Linked DNA regions of Mus musculus: region 1 is linked to region 2. A link is a contact called in public Hi-C data. All regions are on one chromosome and are shown on one strand. Each heading gives the region's core, a stretch centred on a gene start, on an enhancer-like site or on the middle of the called end of the contact. The rest is flanking DNA. Distances are from core to core; before and after follow the strand shown.

The links. A called contact is a pair of places that touch in the nucleus more often than the background predicts.
Region 1: a Hi-C map of muscle stem cells shows a contact between it and region 2, with 3 times the contacts expected there. The contact joins two enhancer-like sites. A contact is called at or near these places in 1 of 15 datasets of contacts at CTCF or cohesin (CD8 T cells), 1 of 484 Hi-C or Micro-C datasets (muscle stem cells) and 2 of 9 other capture datasets (liver and pancreatic islet).

Annotation. Positions count from the first base shown.
Region 1 is chr5:8,309,726-8,314,613 of GRCm38.p6, forward strand. All of the region lies in intron 3 of Adam22 (a disintegrin and metallopeptidase domain 22), which reads right to left. Among named protein-coding and RNA genes, the nearest start is that of Adam22, 56 kb to the right of the region's middle. Within about 2 kb of position 2,541, at least 39 of the 459 cell types and tissues checked have an H3K27ac peak or open chromatin away from gene starts, as enhancers often do. A contact at or near this core is called in muscle stem cells, where this site is marked.
Region 2 is chr5:8,118,148-8,123,391 of GRCm38.p6, forward strand. Adam22 (a disintegrin and metallopeptidase domain 22) reads right to left here. Exons shown (of 31, transcript NM_001310440.1): 22 at 2,901-3,020. Among named protein-coding and RNA genes, the nearest start is that of Sri, 64 kb to the left of the region's middle. Within about 2 kb of position 2,169, at least 11 of the 459 cell types and tissues checked have an H3K27ac peak or open chromatin away from gene starts, as enhancers often do. A contact at or near this core is called in muscle stem cells, where this site is marked.

The DNA.
Region 1 (4,888 bases), core at 1,291-3,790, 190 kb after region 2:
GATGTAAAAGAAATAATAAAAAAAATTAAATCTGTATCTTCCTCAATTTCCCTAATGGGAATCTTCTGTATTCTCAAGCCTTGTATCTGCCTGTCTCAAGTCCACGCCGTCCATAGAGACCTAGCAACTCCAGAGCTAGAGGCTCCGGAAAGGCAACTTCCCAGCTCCACAAGGCCCTCTCCATACAAATCCAAGAGGCATACATAATAAAGAGTTTGTCCCAAAGTTCACCAATCTTAGAAACTTGCTTTAGGAACATTTAAAATAACTCAAAGAATGCCAGCTGCCCTTCAACAGTGACAAGTTGTTGGTGTTTAAGTTTCTGGAAATAGTTGTCTTTTCACTGACAGTATTCTTAAAGAGCAGCTATCTCCAAGGGGAGACTATATTCTGACTCCATTTTCAAATTTGAAAGTCAAATGTTCTCAACATCGTATTTAATTCTCACATTAACTCTGCCTTTTTTGAAAAATTCAAAAAGTGTGGGGTTATTTTTATTTACTTTTATTCTGTGTGCATGAGTGTTTTGCCTGCGTGTATGAAAATATAACACATGCATGTATTGCTCAGAGGTCAATGGAATTACATCCCATTATGTGGGTGCTGAGGACTGAATATGGGTCCTCTGCAAACGCAGCAAGCGCTCTACGCACTGGTCCAGGCCCTGAAAAAGTGATTAGTAGTGTCCGTCAAGCTTAAAGGAAGAAAGCCAAACGCATTTCCACAGAAGGTTTGAGTTGCGGCAGAAGCAGCGTACCAGTCCACCTGATTCCCAGTTATTGCCCCACTTGTGTTCCTAAGCACTCCTAAAGCCCTAAACTCTCTGCTTCACTTTCTCCTTCAGTAAATAGAATTATCATAAGGTTTAAATAATAATGAATAAAATGTTTCTGCAACCCAGGGAGCAATTGTAAACTGTTCCCTTCTTCCCTGGGTTAGAGCTGTTTAGCTTTCTGCCTATTAAAATCTCTTAAAGTTGTTTATTCTAAATCTCCTAAGACTCCCTGTTCCCCTCGGGGGCAGTCACAACATGCTTGCTGTAGCTGTCTGCCCTTTCCAAATAAAATGTTACAAAAACGTTATTGGGTTTTTCATGGTTTTTCTCTGCTCGGCTTTTCCTTCTGAGCCCTTGGTCACAGAAACGGAATAATTTCACAATGTGTGAAGCTACCGTGTTGGCAATGACGTGCACATTCCTGACAAAGAGCTGCAGGTTCTAACCAAAGGCTCCTACGCCTCCCAGGTTTGCATGCCCTCATTTCACCTAGGATGGTGTTTCTCTGATGCTGTTACTTTTTTTCCAGCCCAACCTCCTATGGAATGAATAATGTGTTGGGCTAAGATCAAGAAACAAGTGAAAAATGATCTCATAAAATAGTCATCTAGCCAGCCCCGGGGGAACAGGCCTGTAATTCCAGCTACTTGGGAGGCTAAAGGAAGAGTACCATAGTCCACGGTCTGCTTGTATTACAGTAACTCAGGCCCAGCCTAGGATAAAGATCCAACATAAAGGAGCTGATGAGCATACTCAAGGTCCCAGGTTCAAACCCAAGTGTCTCTGTCTCTGTCTCTGTCTCTGTCTCTCTCTCTCTCTCTCTCTCTCTCTCTCACACACACACACACACACACACACACACACAAACACACACACACAAACACGCACTCATGCACACACACAGAGTCATCTAAATGAATGGAGTTTGATGCTCTTGGCTGTTATAATCTGTTTTAGTCACATAATAGAAATTTTTCTCTTTCTTTTCTAAGTTCAGTTCTACAAAGTGAAAGACGTTCTAGAGATGCATGACTGTGATGATGAAAACGCATGAATAACTACACTGCACTCAAGATGATGCTTCTCACAGTGCACATCACCACAATAAAATGTTATAAACATGCCAAACATTTGGTTCCTAGAGCCTCTGGATTCCGTAATCCTAGACATGTGATCAATATTGGGCCGTACGTCCTACCTTCCTTCCTGATATAATCTGAAAAATAAGCTACTAGAGTTTTTTCCTACAATATAAATTTATGGCAAAGATCTTCAAAATACAAAATAAAGTGGTTAATTTTTTTTAAAGAAAATGTAGTCCTTTCTTCATTTGTTGTGCACATTGCTCAGCTATTTCTTGACTATCTTTTTAGATCATAGGCATATTTTCTTCACAGACAAAAATAAAATAAAAATGACTTGTTCACTAGCCATTCTTTGATGCTGTAATATACACCCTAAATGTCCTTTAGGAAGTCATCCCTGCCCAATTCAGCATCTGTGGGTTGGGAAAGGCAGATTCCACACCCAAATTCAGGCTGGTCTACAAGAGCCCCAAGGTACTGCAAGGTTACAGTATCAGGTTTAGTGATGAGCCTGTGACTCTTCTGGAGTGGGATGAAGCCAATAAGACTCACTGAGATAATGAAGCAAATACAGGCATTCCTTCCCCCTCAGCTGAACTTGAAGGCACACATACACAGCGAGTTAGAAAAAAAGACAGAACACAGCAGAAATGAGAGAGAGCTAGACAGAAATCAGAATCGCAGGCTGCAAACCAAAACAAGCAGAACTCCCTGGGACATGACTCACAGGACTCAGTCCTTTCTCCCTTCCCTTGTGAGTTTGATTTAAAGTGTTGCCAGATATCAATAAGCATCATCTGCAACTACCTAGGAAAGCTGATAACATACATTATCTTTACATAAGTTCTCTGTCAGTTCAAGCAGAGCATTTGCCATTTTAAAGTCAAGAAGACTCACTTCCAGAGATTATGCAACACGGAGAACATTGCATAACTCATCACAGAGCTACTGCCCACATCTAGGTCTTTTGAGTCACAATGCTGTCATGCACTTGGCTTTTTCCTAAGAGGCACATCCAAAGTGCCCATCTCTGAATATTTCCACTTGTTAACATTTCAGCCAAGGGCTAGACTGCTTAGGGCCGATCCACTGATAAATAAAGTGTATTACAGACAGTAAGGATGGGGGTGGAGAGGAGTCCCCCACACACTATCTACAACACTAGAAACTTGGTCTTAAAAACAAAGTCTTTAGGTGACAGAGTACCATGCATCAAGTCAAGCCTTGAGCCTTAAAATCTCATCCTCCCATTTGAAGTACAGCACACAGACCCATAGGACCAGGAGGGTCATCCTCTCTCTGAGAGTCCGTGGCATGCGAGGTTTCTGAGCAAGAAGAGATTCCTCATTGCTGAAAGGTAGTTTTTTTGGATTTCTACTGCTTTTCATGCTCCTGGCCAGTGTTGGCCAATGGCTTCTACATTCTTTTTCTATATGTGTCTTTACCCTTTGAACCAAAAGACAGGCAGGTGTCCAAGTATTAAGCTCTTTTCGATTTTTCTTGAGGATGTCACAGGAAATGTAGCAGTTCTCCTAATTCTCAGAAGATAGAAGCATTTGTAAGACACAACAATGCAACCTTAATGACTGGACCAGGAGGCTAAACGCAAATGAGTGGGAAACAGAGGAATTGGCCGCTGTCCTTCCTGCTATGGTGAAAATGAAGCCCAGGTCTCTTCTTTCCTATCTCACCCCTGCTTTATTCCCCCACCGACCACAAGTAATTAAAATTGTATTTATCCTGATAAAAGAAATATGAACTTCTCTAAATTGTAGAAAAAAAGGGCAAGTACTCAAATCATCATTAGCATGGTCATCTAATTCAAAGCTTCTATTTATTAATGATTTTGTCAACTAAACTGAAATCCAAAATCACAAAATTTGTCCCCAGGTTTTAAAACTTTAACCATCATGAATAATGCAAGCATAGAATATTGTCTTTGTGGGTATAAAAACAAAATAATAGATACAGAATAAACACATTAAAATCACTAGTCTTCACATATATTTCAGAATGATGTAGAATTCTGGTAGACATTTATTCCAAATTTCCTCATGCTATGAAAAAAAGTAAGGTATAATTTTAGTAATGAGTCAAAAGATACTCTTCTTTAAGCATGCGTTCCAGCTGAACCGTCAGCGCTGCAGCTAGAACACTCACTGACTGAAAGCCATGCTGCAATTGGCTCTCTAATTGATGCATATTTTTAATCTCTCTGTCCTGTTGCTTTCTGTCAATACTTCATTCCACAGAGAAAACAGATCACAACAGTGCGGGGTGGGTAGGGCTCCAATAGCAGTGCATCTGCTTATTCTCGGGAGGAACAAACAGGATGGAAAGAGACATGAGGGAAACTGAAGAACACTGAACCTTCAGAAACACTTCACGTTTGAGAAAATAGATCTTTAATATTTCCAGTATGTAATGGCTGTTAAATTGGCAAACTTTCTTTTTTATGGAGCTAGGAATCAAACCCATGGCCTCACACAAGTGAATCAAGTGCTCTGCCCCTCAGCTGACTGCCCCAATACAATGGCAGTTTGAGTACTAGCATTCTATGGCACATAATGTTTAATAAATAATTTATCCAATAGTATTCAGCTGACACTTAAATTATGAGACTGCACTACTCTAAGATGATCCTAAAATAATGGAAATCTTTATTGCCATATGACTGATATCTAAATCTAATTAATTCTGGTAACAAGCCAAGTATTATAATATACCATTAAAAGATTTTAAGTATCTAAAACATTCAAAAGACACCTACGAATTGTAATTACATAGTTACAAAAAGTGATCTGGGTGTTTTTAGGATGAGACAGGAGACTGGTTTAAATCCCAGATCCACCACCATCCTTTAACAAATAAAGCAGACTCTGAAGTCAAAATTAAGTTCAAATACCATTTTCATATACTGACCAGCTTGAGCAATTCCCTAAGGGTTTTATATTTATATGTACACACATGAACTAAACACACACACTACATGACATGTGTTGCACCAGTATGTAAAGCAAATATACAG
Region 2 (5,244 bases), core at 919-3,418:
AGAATTTTTACAAAATTATTACAGTAAGGCCAGAACAGAACTAGTCTCATTATTTTCCCTTGGAAACTATGTGCAAGTCCAGTTGGTTTCACTAAGTAGGCTTCAAGATTTTAAATGTATCTCAAATAAGTATCAGAATTGGATTTGATTTATACTGCTCCCAAACATTGTATATATACACATTTTATTTGGTAATGACTCAACCACCGCATTCACTGCTCAGTAGAGCATGATCAAATGACCTTTCAGAATAAAGAAAAAACAGTAACAAAAGTTGGAAGTGTATATTAATAACTAATATTTCCATATGATATCTTGCCAATGCTAGTACAAATTTTTCTATATTAATTTTTATCAAAAGCATTTGTAATGTGAAGCAAGATACATGAACTTGTATTTTGTGTCTATGTGTGTATTCATGTGTTTATGCACATGTGTGTCTGTATATTTATGTCTACATGTGTAGAGGCCAGGAGTCAACACAATGTATTTCTTAATTGTTCTTCACCTTCTGTTTTAAGAAGGGGTGAGCACACTAATCGTGGAACTCACTGATTCAGCTAGATGGACTGGCCAGCAAGCCTGAAGGACCCTTCTGTCTGGCCGTAGCAGTCCTGGGAATAGAGGTGTGAACTGATGTCTTCAAGTTTTTACATGAGTGTAGTGGGTACTAGGGACTGAACTCAGTTCCTCATGTTTAAGTAGTAAGCACTTTACCAACTGAGTCACTTTCCTCGCATTAGATATATTAGTTTTTAAATGAACTAGCCCTGCCTTACATCATCCTAGAAGAGAACCACTTTCTTTATACTATTGATTCTGTGCTATTTTTGTGCTTCAAAACATCTAAATTATACTATTTTTTTTAATTTTCAACTATTGGTATTATCAATTAATTTCTCTATATGCAATAAGAGCACTTATCTCTTTTTTAATTTGATACACAATTTCTCCTTTATCCTTTCATAATTTAATGTAATCAATAACAAATATGTACATTATTACAACTGTAAATGCTGGTTGTTGAGTGAAATAATGGTTATGATTAAATGCTTTCAACTTCTGAACTAGTTTTGTCTTAATTTAGCTTATTCCTTTATTTGTTGGCTGTTTATCTCTCTATGTTCCTATGCATTTACCATCTTTAATATAAAATTAATTCAGTCTGGCTGTTAATCCCCATTGAAAACACAGTTGAGCCTCAGTGCATCTGCCTGTGGACATCTCTCCTAGAGTGCTCCCAGCTCATTCCTGTGTGTTCTGGTTTTGCCTTGTACCTGTCAAAGAGCTGTAAACCCTGGGTATGCTTTCACTATCAGCTCCATTATGATACTGTCTCTGAGTGGAAGACTCTGCCTCCTCTATACCTAGCCTTTCTTTTCCTTTGTTCAACCTTCATCTTTATGGATACACTTGTTTCATTAACTTTTTGAAGACAGGTGTAGAAGAATACATTTTGGAGAAAATTGCATGCTAACATGTCATTTTATAGTCTCAGGGTATATATGATCTTTTAAAGACAGGATCTTATTATATAGTTCAGTCTTATCTGGAAACCATCATCCTTATGTCTCAGCCTCTAAGTGCTGAGATTAGAGGTGTGCTCAAGGAGCCCTGGTCTGAGTCTGATAGACAACTGTAATTTACAAATACTTTTTCCAGTGTCTTCTGACTCCCTAGACTCCCAGTGATCAACCTTAAAGTGCTCTAGTTCTTGAGCCTCTTCTGTGGAAGCCTGATGACTCTCTCGTCTGTCCTACAGTGCTTCCATAAGAAGGTTTACATCTGTCTCTGACGTCACTCATGGACAATTTCTTCCTTACTGTTTCTCTGTTCTTCTGTATTTATGTTCTAATTGTGGAGTTCTTTCTAGCCATTCAGTTTCTTTACTTTGTTATTGTCCTACTTCCAGGGAGACAATTTCAACCGCTAAAGTTCACTTCCAACAGAATATTTTTCTTCCATGATCTGATTAATTAAAGTAGAACATTATTATTTCATTTTATGATAAAAAGTCTTTTGGGGTTTTCTGTTCACTCCGGTTTTCCACATTAGAGATTTTCTTTGTATGCCAGTCAGTAATAACCAGACAGATGACTGGAACTTCCATGGTATCCACAGTGAGCATTCCTTGAGGCTGAATCACTTCCATGCAATCCTAGTATCAACCCTTCAAATTAGGAACGTTCTGTTTAATTCTCTGTGGAGACAGGGCCTGAAGCTCCAATGGAAGTGCAGGCCAGCCCCTTTGTGGCTGAGTTACCAAAGGAATCTATGTGTTAGACTCCTTCTTATTGTTCAAACTTCCACACAACTTCTTTATTTAAAAATCTGCTGTGAAACTCATCTAATCCCTCCTTGAACAGTAGACTATGCTGCCAATTTCTGATGCTTCCAAGACATTACAAGGTGTTTCAGTGTTCCCGTCTTACTGACCTACAAATTCAACTTTCTCAAAGTCTTCCTTAAGAGTGAGCCCCAGAGCCATTTGTACATATTCCAGATGTAGATGGTTGCTGCCTCAACTCCATGATTGAGCTTTCCTGCAGATATATAACTCTTAAGGAAAACTGAATATCGCGGAACTTCAGCAAGAAGCAAAATGAAATGCTGACTTGTGATGACTGCCTCTATCCATAAGTCTCCAGCCCCTCACTAAGAAGAAAATGCAAGCCAAACCCTACTGGATTTTACTGAGCAGCTGAACATAATTCCAGCAGCCAAGTAACAATCCCCATGTATCACTCTTAACTACTTTTCATTTTTCAATTACAATTTACGTAATCACATTATGAACTAGATTTAAGTTCAGATGATGGACATGCATACACACTGGAAACAGTAATCTAGCTGCTGTAAGTAAAGTGACTAATGCAATCACAGAATGGTTCGATGATTACCTGCAGTTTAATGTTCTTCCTTGCTGCACAACTAATGTGGATGTGATCTCACCATCAAGCTCCCCGAGCCTTGGGATGTTGCCAATGTTTGTGCACAGGAGGTAACCACAAAGTACATCCCTGTGTTAAAAGAGGACCAGTTATCAACTTGATTTCTTCCCCCAAGACAAAATGAAGTTCACACTTTGAAGTACTGACTTCTCTCTTGTTAGTCTTTCTCATCTATCAGTGACATTACTCATGTGTATGCTAAGCAAAATAAAATAAGCCAATGTTGGATCGACTCCAGGTCTCAAGATTAACATCTCTAACACTCCAACTGGTGGTCCAAAATCCTAATAGCTCCCTAGATGACTGGTTAAGGAAAGTTATCCATCAAATGTGCCTTTTTATCAGAATGATTTGTATACCATACACTGCTGGAAATGATAAACTTGTTTAATGTTGGGTAAGTGAGTAAACATTGCCTGAATATCCTGTAACATAGCTACTTCTGAGTCCTGCCTCCCAAAACCAAAGAAGGGGTGATCCACTGCTCATGGAGATTCCCAGCCACAAAGCTGCAAAGCCGCCCTTCTAAACAAATCATATGTTCAGAAATTAACAGGTAGGTTGCTGTATCAAAAATATTGCTATATATATATTGGTTTTTCGAGACAGGGTTTCTCTGTATAGCTCTGGCTGTTCTGGATCTCACTTTGTAGACCAGGCCGGCCTCGAACTCAGAAATGCGCCTGCCTCTGCCTCCTGAGTGCTGGGATTAAAGGCGTGCACCACCACGCCTGGCTTATATATTCTTTTAACAAATACATTTTTGTCATCAATAGTGATAACATATTTAAAAGTAAAAAACACTAAGCCAGATGGTAGTGGTGCACATGTTAATCTTGGGAGGCAGAGGCAGGTGAATATCTGAATTCAAGGCCAGCCTGGTCTACAGAGCAAGTTCTAGATAACCAGGACTATACCCAGAGGAATTAAAAAAACAAAAGAAAATAAACAAACAACCAAAAAAAAAACCCACTAAATGATTAACATAGCAGCAAAATCACACATGGAAATATCAGAATTTATATGATGGATAACATAGAAAAAATAGGGATCTATAATTATCACTAAAATAGAAAAGGTACATTCTCGAAAATATTTTAAACATAGAAATATATGTAAATATAAAGTTATATTCTAAATATATGCATGCCTTATAAACAAAATATAGAAGGAATATTTAAACCCTTTTTAGTTTCATTTTTGCACACTACCTACTTGTAATATAAAACCTATAACAAAAGTGTAACATAATGTTTATCCTCACAAGAATTCTACTCCATAAGAAGACACAACTCATACATAAGCATGTACAAAACATCAAACTGAGGATGTGGGCCATAAGAATAGTGCAAGGTCTATGTCTGTGAGAGTTTAGAGGGGAACTGGGAGAGCCAATCAGGAAATAATGTATAGAGCAAGTTTGTTTTCAAATGGGCCTTGATGAGTGAATGAATTTCGCACTGGTGTTGGTACAGATATAAAACTGCTTCTAAGGAATGAATAGTTCCTACAAGTACATTAACATAGGGCAATGTGCTGTAAGTATTAAGAATAGTAAGACTTTGCTGGGTATAGTAGCCAGGGCTGGCTTTTGGTTCTCTTAGGATTTGTATGACATCTGTCCATTTTCTTGCTTTTAGAGTCTCTGTTGAGAAGTCTGGTGTAATTCTGATATGTCTTCCTCTACATGTTACATGGCCTTTTTCCTTTACCTATTTGAATATTATTTTTTTGTTCTGTGTATTTAGTATTTCGATTATTATGTGATGGAAGGATTTTTCTGGTTCAATCTATTTGGTGTTCTATAGGCTTGTTATATGTTTATAGTCATTTCTTTCTTTAGGTTAGGGAAGTTTTCTTCTATGAATTTGTTGAAGAGGTTTCTTTTGAATTGGGATTTTCACTCTCTTCTATTCCTATTATTCTTAAGTTTGGCTGTTTCACTGTGTCCTGAATTTCCTGGATGTTTTTGGGTTAGGAGATTTTGCACTTTGTATGTTCTTTGACTGTGTGTCAATTTCTTCTATGATATCTTCTACCCCTGAGATTCTTGCTCCTCTCTTGTATTTTGTTTGTGATGCTTGCTTCTGTAACTCCTGATCTGTTTCCTAGGCTTTACATCTCCAGGGTTGCCTCCACTTGTGATTTCTTTATTGTTTCTATTTCAATTTTTAGGTCCTGGACTGCTTTGTTCAATTCCTTTACCTGTTTGATTGTGTTTTCTTGAATTTCTTTAATGGATTTATGTATTTGTTCTTTAAGGACTTCTACCTGTTTACCTGTGTTTTCCTGT